2 separate regions of the Zea mays genome follow, and region 1 is linked to region 2. The links are chromatin contacts, called in public Hi-C maps. All regions are on one chromosome and are shown on one strand. The core of a region is the stretch at or near the end of the contact, and the rest is flanking DNA. Distances in the headings are between cores, read along the strand shown.

What was found. A called contact is a pair of places that touch in the nucleus more often than the background predicts.
Region 1: a contact with region 2 is called in a Hi-C map of leaf, with 10 times the contacts expected there. The contact joins the promoter of LOC100382186 here to the promoter of LOC100274159 in region 2. A contact is called at or near these places in 6 of 25 Hi-C or Micro-C datasets (bundle sheath, ear, leaf and 1 more) and 2 of 3 datasets of contacts at active chromatin or transcription factors (leaf and seedling).

The regions. Positions count from the first base shown.
Region 1 is chr3:185,005,003-185,010,451 of Zm-B73-REFERENCE-NAM-5.0, reverse strand. LOC100382186 reads right to left here and starts at 2,175. Exons shown (of 9, transcript NM_001366776.1): 1 at 1,480-2,175; 2 at 925-1,074; 3 at 571-841; 4 at 71-181. The coding sequence starts at 1,806.
Region 2 is chr3:184,855,487-184,860,320 of Zm-B73-REFERENCE-NAM-5.0, reverse strand. It overlaps LOC100274159, which reads left to right and starts at 3,286. Exons shown (of 11, transcript NM_001360547.1): 1 at 3,286-3,720. The coding sequence starts at 3,453.

The sequences.
Region 1 (5,449 bases), core at 926-3,425, 150 kb before region 2:
ACATGAGTTGTATGTTATCAGTTTATCACCCTAACAAAAGAAAAGGTACAGCACAGTAAGTACAAAATACCTTTCCATGCCTCTTGTTGGGCCTGTTCATGCTTATAAACAGGTTGTGCTGCCCAAGCAAAGTAGCCTCCAGCTCTAAGTAATCTATTAACCTCCAGGAGCAGGATACCATCTCCAAATAAACAAATATGATAACAAAACTTAGGCAAACTTGGAAAGTACATAGATGAGTGGCACATCATATTTGCGATCAAGTTTAAATGTAAAGATATACAATCAATAATAACTTTTAGGTTGTTCATAATAACTCACCTAGTTTTCTATCCGTTGATTAAAAGTATTTCTTGCTTTGATAATCATGAAATAAATTCAACATCTAACAATGACAAATATTCTTTGAGAATGTGAACAAGATATCATCCCAGCAGACCTAGTGGAAAGACTAGGAAAATTGGGAGAAAAAAAAAGTGAGCATTCAGACAAACTGCGAAGATACAGAAAGGCAACAAACAAAGAGTGCGGTGTTTAATTAAAAATAATTATATAGCAATCACAGCTCACCATCACGAGTCCAATTTATTCGGCAGCGTGAGCAATGAATCATATCAAACGCTTGGCTTGGATATAATAACCGGCGTGTTGCAAATGCTGCTACCATTGCAGGAACACCACGCTCAAGAGCAAACTGTATCTGATTTTCATGAACATCTTTTGGAGCTATTGACAATGTCAGGACATCACGTGAAAGTAAATAGGCACCAAAACTTGCTACTCCACAACCAACATCCAGGACAACTCTAGTATGAGATCCAAATGCAACATTTGGTACCATCTGGATGAGCAGAGGGAAACAGGTGGCTCTAGTCAGAGTCGTGATTAAATTTCAAGCAGTTTGAAGAATGTTTGACATCAAACCTGGGAAATCTGGTCTAGGTATCGATTTGCTCCATGAATGAATTGAGTTCCGCCTCCAGGAAATCTGAATTTATCTTTGACCTTGGTGATCCAATTCTGTCCTCCTTTGTCATCAACCAATCTTGTGTGAGGCACATTGCTAAACCAGACCTGCATTCAATCAAATAACATAAGAAAGCCCTCTAACTTGAAAAAAATGGTTTCTGCATAATAGCCAAGTCAGCTAGGTCAAATAGAACAGTTATGGTTCTAGGGACTAAAGTTTAGTCCGTGTCATATCGGATGTTTGAATGGCTATTACGACTATTAAATATAGTCTAATTGTAAAACTAATTACAGAACCAAAGACTAGATGGTGAGACAAATTTGTTAAGCCTAATTAATCCATTATTGACAGATGTTTAGTGTAGCATCACATAAGAGAATCATCACAATCTATGCGGAAGTTGATGATAAGCTGTTTCCATAATCTATGATGATTGACAAATGTTTCCTGTCGCATCACAGTCTATGCGGGTTGCTACTGGCAATGATCCCAAAAAAATACATGCTCACCTCGTCTCTGCTCTGAGGCCAGGGTATGGGAGCCTTGTAGCCCTTGGGCACCGGCACGAGGCAGCTGAGACCCTTGTCCTGGGCAGGGCAGTGCCGCTCAAACCGCTCCCCGCGCTCCGTCGAGGGCAACCGCTTGATCTCCTCCTCGTTGTCGAGGCAGGGTATGTACTCCCTCATGCTCTCGGGACAGACCAGGAACCTCCCAATCCGAACCCTGGGTGGTCCGCCGCTGGCGCCTCCGTTGCTAGGCTCCTGCGGCGCGGTCTCGTCGCTGGCCAGATCGGTGTCGTTGGCGCCGACGCTCCCGATGTCGAAGTCGTCCTGCATAGCGCCGTCCTCGCCGACGATGCCGAGGCGCGCTGGTGGTGGAGGGGGCAGGAGGGGAGGCGGCGGCGCCGGAGTCGGTGGTGGTAGCGAGGGCGGGGGGCAGGCATTGGGAGCAGGAGAAGCAGGCGGGGTGGTGGGGGTAGGGATCAGAGACGGTTCGAAGGAGATGTTGGAGTTGGGGGAGAGCGCGACGGCAGGAGAGCGGGAGGACCTGGACGCCAACGAGGAGGAGGCGGACGAGAAGAAGACAAGGCGCGGGTAGGCGTTGGGCCAGTGGTAGCCGACGAGGAAGGCGACCGCAACGGCGAAAGCTAGGACGGCGGCGCGGAGGAGGTGCGGGCCGCGGAGCAGGTCTACGACGTGCGCGCCCAGGGCCTTCATGGCTGGGCCCTCGGGCCTCGGGGGATGTCGGCGCCGTGCCTCTGCGCCCGTCTGCGTCGTTCAGAGACGGTCGTGTAAAGTTTAGGGGTGTTTGTTTGAATTTGACAATTTTTGTGACTAACCCTATACTTCGTACCTTTGTTCCAAATTAAAATTTATTTTTGCTTAATTATTGGATTCATATAACATTTGATGTATGTGTTTTGTACATGTTTCTAGATTCATCATCATCCAATTGAATATAGATATAAAAACTAGAGCTAAAACGAATACTATTTTAGAACGAAGAGAATATTTTACAAATTATTTCACTCACAATGCAGGAAATTAGGCTTGAACAAGTGAAAATACCATGTTGGTACTTCGTAACTGGGTACCCTCTTCTACTGTGTCAGTACCAGATGTCTGTGTGGTTACCTATAATCATGTATTAAGGAATTGAACAGTTGATCCCATGGGTTCGGACCTCTCTGATGTGGCCATTGGCCTCAGGACCCGCTCCCGCTTGGAGACAGGTCCGGTGCCACCACGTATCCTAGAGGGCAAATGCTCAGTAACTACTATCATGAATTTGAACCCCTAGAGATGGGATCCGGACCTCCACGTATGTCGTCTAGACCCCCATAGGTGGGTCCCAAACATCCACATATGCCATTTGGACCCCGATAAGAGGGCCATGACTTCAAGCCAGCATGCGCTCTTGGTCCCTGCTCTCCACTCGGGTAAACGTCTAGTGCGTGAAACAAGCCTTCGGCTGGAAGCAAACTCGCCTGTCTACATTTAATGTGGGCAACTAAGGCATGCACCATTGTGCACAGGGCATGGATAGGATTTTGATAGGCCATGTAGACTCGAATGATCGCACCGCGCATTATCGGTGCGGGCGGTTGTGTGTCAACGCCGCGCGCATGGGTCGTCCAACAAGTCGCGTGTTACCAAGGCAGACAGTTGTGTCTCAGCGACATGTGTGTGAGCGACGCCATCATGAACTGGCGCTTTCTTGGGCAAAGCACATTTTACAGCACCGACCGAAGATGATAGCTCGGGTATATCGCTATAACTCCTGTGCACGTCAGCAAGACCGACACCTATGTACCTTAGCATAATCGACCCCACCGGGACGAGGGCACGTCGTAGTCAGAAGATTCGCGCTAAGGCCAAGGGAGAAGATCTACATCTGCTGTATCATTTAATACTCCATGTTGTACCATATTTAATATTAGATCGATGGGACCCACCGGTCGAGACTCAGCACCCTTGTACGTGCCCCATTGGACTATAAAAGGGAGGGCACATACGATATGAAGCTCAAGCTCTCAAGCACACAGAATACAACTCACAAGTGGATGTAGGGTGTTGCGCTCCGGCGGCCTGAACCACTATAAACCCTTGTGTGTTCTTGTGTTCTTACATCTCCTCATGGGTCATTCCTAGTGGGTCGTTGTCGGTGGCTAGGGAGCTGCTCCGGAGCCAGGTGAGACTCTGTTTTTCTATCTTGTTGTAACTGCAAAGGTGGTCATTCATGTGAGGAAGCTAGAGAAGGAATTCGACTCCTTAGAGCTGCAACATGTTCTTTGCGCCAACAACATACCAGTAAATGAACTCTCTATGAAGGCATCAACTCTAGCACCCGTGTTTGAGGGCATCTTCGAAAGACGGATGTTGAGACCTACTGCCCAACCTGCCGAACTAGGCTAAGGGGTCAGACTAGCACCTCGAAGTTAGCTGTTCCGACGACACTCCATCCGTGGAACCTGCCAAGGATTGTGTGCGCTACTGAGGATCCTAGAGACCTCTTAGCGCCTCATCCAGATGCTCAGGGGAGTCCCGATGCATGGATCTCCTAGATTCAGAATTACCTGAAAGACAACATCCTTCCAAATATCATGTATCTGTTAAGCGCATAATGCGATTGGCGAAGCGATACAAGGTGGTGGAGGGGATCTCTACTGTCGTGGCACCAATGGCATCATCATACGGTGCATTTCCTAGGAAGAGGGTCGCGAATTGCTCGTGGAGATCCATGGAGGCGAGTGTGGAAGTCATTCTTCATCTCGCACGCGTAATCGGTAAGGCTTTTTGACTTGGCTTCTACTAGCCAACCGTCCTCTAGGATGCAGCTGAGCAGCCTGAGCTGGTAAAGTCTTGCAGAGCATGCCAGTTCCATGCAAAGCAAATATACACACCAGCCTAGGCTCTACAAACGATTCCACCCTCTTGGTTGTTCGCTATATGGGAGTGGATATTGAAAGGGAATTAGGCTTACACTTTTTTCCTAATTGATTTTGGTGGTTGAATTACCCAACACAAATAATTGGACTAACTAGTTTGCTCTAGTCTATAAGTTCTACAGGTGCCTAAGGTTCACAATAAGCCAATAAAAAGACCAAGAAAGGGGTCAAACAAAGAGAGCAAAAGACAACCCAAAGGCACCCTGGTCTGGCGCACCGGACTGTCCGGTGTGCCACCGGACAGTGTCCGGTGCATCAGGGCATTCGACGTTGAACTCCTCACCTTCAGGAAAATCAGAGGGCGCTCCGCTATAATTCACCGGACAGTGTCCGGTGTCACACCGGACTGTCCGGTGTGCCAGCGGAGCAACGGCTACTTCGCGCGCAACGGTCGACTGCAACCACATTCAATGCGCTACAGTGCACGCCAGAGTCAGAGCACGCGCAGTTGGCGCACTGGACAGTCTACAGGACCTGTCCGGTGCACCACCGGACAGCCTAGAGGCCCCACAAGTCAGAGCTCCAACGGTCGAACCCCAACGGTCTGCTGACGTGGCTGGCGCACCGGACAGTGTCCGGTGGCGCACCGGACTGTCCGGTGCGCCATGCGACAGCACACTTCCAACTGCCATTTTTGGTGGTTGGGGCTATAAATACCCCAACCACCCCACATTCAATGGCATCCAAGTTTCTACACTTCTACACCTTACAAGAGCTATAGCATTCAATACAAGACACACCAAAGAGATCAAATCCTCTCCCAACTCCACACAAAGCTTTAGTGATTAGAGAGAGAGATTTGTTGTGTTCATTTGAGCTCTTGCGCTTGGATTACTTCTTTTCTTTCTCATTCTTCTTGTGATCATACTCAATTGTAACCAAGGCAAGAGACACCAATTGTGTGGTGGTCCTTGCGGGAACTTCGTGTTCCGTTTGATTGAGAAGAGAAGCTCACTCGGTCTAAGTGACTGTTTGAGAGAGGGAAAGGGTTGAAAGAGACCCGGTCTTTGTGACCACCTCAACGGGGAGTA
Region 2 (4,834 bases), core at 2,037-4,536:
ACTTTTTGGTACTTCGGTGCTAAACTATTATATCATACAGTGATAATCTAACTACTGAATTTATATCTAGGATGAGGGCTCTATGGATTTGGGGGCCTGGGGCGACGGCCCCTCTGTCCCACCCTAGGTCCGCCACTGCTCTAACCCTCTGCCTCCTAAATTAGCCCTTAGATAAGAGAATGGTGTGAACACAGGAAGCAGACGGGGAGGCATAGCAGGGAAGCGAGTATACTCCCTTTGGAATGACTTATGATTTTGATCCAAAGAATGTATAGTACTACTTCCGTTTACAAAAATATGGCGTTGTTAATATTTTTTCAAAAACTTTTACAACATGTCTTATTCAAAATATTTATTTGAAAATATAATATTTTAAATCACATACAAACGAAAGTTTTTTTTAAAAAAACAGCTGGGTCATATACTTGTGAACATAAGAAGTGTACATGAGAAAGTGAACATAGGAAAGAAAAAAAATCAAACGGGCTAGAAGCTAATTGAACTATTGGTCGGCCGTGCGTTATCTGCACAAACCCTATTAAATTGTGGTCACTGATTCTTCATGCCTCTACTGCAGTAGAGATGACAGTGGGTAAGGTTACAATAAGCACATAAAGTCATACTCATACTCATCGAGAAAAAATACCACGTACTCATATCCACTATCTATCATGGGTACAAAATTACGTCATACTCATACCCACCACAGATAGCGGTATCCATTGGATACCCATACCCACAAACATTACAGTAGACATGATCATTTGAATCACAAAAATAAATATTAAATACAAAATATTGAAACCTCATACCTCATTCATATCGAAAGATGCTAAAATAACAGATTGTCTTTGTGACAGCACGATAAAATTATTGAACCCAACATAATTTTATCACAAGATCAACAACATTCAACACTAAATTATATAAGCCTATGCATGAGAGTGAATAAATTCCATAATCCGAATCCACATGTATATGTTAGCGGGTTTCCCATCGGGATAGCGGGGATGGGACAAGAGAGAACATATCCCCACCCACCACACTATGGATATAACAAAAGACCCCATACAATACATATGAGTATCAAAATTTGTCATACACATGGCCTAAGAACCTCTCCAACAGTTCTTAATATTTGTTGACCCAATATTGATGTATTGGGCTCCCTCCAAAAATCTAAAGGTCCAAAAAACATGCTTAACTCCGTCAACTCCTTAGTTTGTCCCAAAGTAGACTGCTTTTCACATCATTTGTGCGCCCTTCTTTCTCTCCCGTTCATATGAAAATTTAAAATTTATTGTTTCACAGAGAAAAAAATATGTGGTATTAATAAGTCGCAACACATAGGACAAATGCAATAGACACCCGTCAGCGCCGCAACAAACACCTGATAATGTCATTTACCGAGCTACAACAGACACAAACAACCATGGACCATGTATGAAGAATTCCATCAGCGCACGAAACGAAAAAAAAAGAATAGGGACTCAGCACCGCGGCAGAAATATGCGCCACGGAGCCTTGCTTTTGGGAGCACTGAATAAGTTGGGAGCATATATTGAGAGCTATTGGACATGATTTTTTTCTATTATTCTCCTAAAATAAAAAGTATTGAGAGTCTTGTTCAGGAGCTGTTAGAGATGTTCTGATAAGTTTTTACCTATCAGGCAGTGGCGAAGCTAATTCAAGTAAACTATAGATATTATGTATAAACATATTACTTTTATGCAGCAACTTTGATTTATTTTTGACCCATCTATGAGGACGAGACAACACATCATAACAAACTTGTGAAATTGAACTCGTAGGCTTGCAATCGCATCGGATGGCTATCTGGTTCTAGACCAAGCATGCATAATGACGCTTTCAAGCAGATCTAACACGACTATGCCTATCACTTGTTCTATCTAGGCTTAGTAAGACACGTTGTACGTTTTTCGTTCACGTCAAGTTGCTTAGGTAGAAGAAGGTCGTGCTTACCGTGCAGGTATCATAAATCTAATCGATAACATCCGATCGACCAATTTTCATACAATTATATGTATGTGCGTAGTACATATGACCATATTTTTTTGTTAATTCTGAATACTTTTTTTAATGTTAAATGACTTTTATACTTTTTATTTTTAAAATGTAAATGATTGTATGCCCTTTTATTTTAATTTAATCATATTATATTTAGTAATTTTTATTACACTGTTGTACTCATATTGTGAAAAAAATAAATTAGATTACCCATCACTAAAATTCTAGCTACGTCACTGAAATCGGGTACATATTGTGAAAAAGATAAATTAGACTAGGCATCACTAAATCCTAGCTACCTCACTGACATTATTGAGTTTCTGATATCCATTGCTGCCCCCATCGGGCAGTCTCGTTGATCCAAAACATAAAGAACTTGTGATGTTGAAAGTACTACTACCGCAGTCCGCAGAGTAAGGCTGTCCGCAGTCACGGACTCCAAATGCAACTGTAAACATATAGAGTGAACAAATGTCCGCAGCGGTCTACTGAAAAGCAAACTCCAAACCGCACACTCTTCCGCCGAACTCTAAATCCAACGCAAGACAAGGCGAACTCCATATTCTCTCTCCTCGGGAGGCAGCAACATAGACAACGTGAGAAAACACGGGAGGCAGATGTATGCGGATAAGAGAGAGATAAAATAAATAATAGAATATGTGGTAGTTGGTATAGGGTAAAGATTTAGGGTAAATATGACTGCGGATAAGCGTGTGATAGAGTAGAGAATCTCACTGACCAGGATGAAATATTCCTTTTAGAGTAGAAATTTAGGGTTCCATGAGTACGGATAGTCTAATAATGGTAACATTTGAGCGTGTGGTAGTCTAGTTAGCCTAGCCGCTTGGGGTTCTAAATTCTAGCGGGAAAGCTAGCCATTGCTAATTGCTATGCTACCTCACCACCGTTACTGCTATATTTTAATTGGTGGACGCGGCGAGCGCCGTTGGTCAAATCGCGGCCGGCCACGTACGTCTCTCCTCCACCGGCCGGCCGGCCCTCCCATCCCACCATCTCCTGGCCCCGACCCTTGCGATGTGGCCGCTTCTGAGCGCAGACACGTCCGCCCGCAAGGGCCCTGGGGCGGTGGGGCCTGGGCCTCTGACTTCCAGAACCTTCCTGCCGCTTCCTGGCCACGAATGCACGTCCCAATCCAGCGGCCCAGCGCGCGCCACGTGTCAAGAACCGGCCATGTCAGCATCCGATGTGGCGCCCCCGCCCCGAAGAAATTGATACGGCCCCAAGCCCCCAAACCTCGCGGCTCTCAGCCTCACGCTTGGAAAAGCAATTGCCCGCCGCTGCCCCATTCCGACGCAATCAACACCAACGCCTTGCTTGCTTGCTCCGCTGCCCTCTACCATCTGCGGTCCGGCCGACAGTGATCGAAATCGGTGGATTCGGAGAGGCCAAGGCTCCTGGAGGAGATGAACGGCAGCGGCGGAGGAGGAGAGGGAGGGGGAGGGGCGGAAGAGATGGAGGAGGACGGCGTCCCCGGCTGCGCGAAAGGGGCGGGCGCGGGGAATAAGGAGCGGGTGGTGCTGATGTGGGGGTACCTGCCCGGCGTGTCGCCGCAGCGCTCGCCGCTGCTCGGACCGGTCCCCGTGAGGCTGCCCCCGGCAGCGGCGGCCGCCGCCGGTGATGGGTGGAGAGACGTGTGCGGCGGAGGGTGCGGCTTCGCTATGGCCATCTCTGGTGACGTATCCTTTTTTTTCTTCCTCATTGTTCCCGTGCTTATTCGCTGCTTTCAGCTCGTTGGTTCTTCGCTTGGGATGTGGTAGATCTGTTGGGGGTGTCCACCTTCCGGGTTTTGCCCCGGATTGCATAGGAATAGTTGGGGGTGGCTTTTGGATGAGGGATTCTGGAGATTTTTTGCGAACTGGATGGTGTTAACCTCGGTTGTACGTGTTTTCGTTTTTTTTTTTGGGGGGGGGGGGGGGGGGGGGGGGGGGAGGGAGGGGCGGTTGTTCCTCTTGAATTGAATCGGTGCTTAAAGTTAAAGCTGAGCTCAGAGAGGAGAGGTTTCCTTAGTGTGATTTTGCTTTAGGTGTAACGTTCGATTAGGAATGGAGTAGGGATTTGATTATGAGTGGACAGTGGTTTCAATGCTGAAGGTGAGCGTACAGAAGGCAAAGCAACATTGTTTCCCTTAGTTCTTTTTCGAACCTGATTCCCATTATTCCATGAGCATCGAACAGTAATTGCGGTGTCTAGAAATCTTCCACAAAGTTCAAGTATCAGATTCAAATTACTAGCTCTAGGCTTGTAGCTACAACTAGAAGGCCCCATTTGTTGTCTTATGTGCCAAAATGCGCGTTTCATTTGGTACGATACCTTAGGCTATCTCCGGTACTCATCTTCATCTCTTAGGACTACTTTGGGAACCTCAAATCCCCTTCGGGATTGGAGAGGATTGGGATGGAAATGAACTAATTTCCTCTCCAATCCCCTTCAATCCTAAAGGGGATTTGAGTTTCCAAACTAGCGCTTAGGGTGTTTGGTTTCCACCTCTTAAACTTTAGTGAAGTTTATGTTATAAATCAATACGACACAAAGTAGATCAAACACAGAGAAGACACAGATTTAACGTAAAAAACCCCTCTAAAGCGAAGTGGGGAAAACTACGGACGCTGACCAGCAACAATATCACTATTTTTCGGGTGGTTACAGATCGCAGGAGATTTACAATAAGATGACGATCTCCTGCGGATTACAAGTGAATTTATAGAGACGAAACCCTAATGTGAGTAGGGAACGCTTCGGCCCAAGCCTCCCGGCGACGGGCCTCCACTTCGCTCGCCAACTTGGT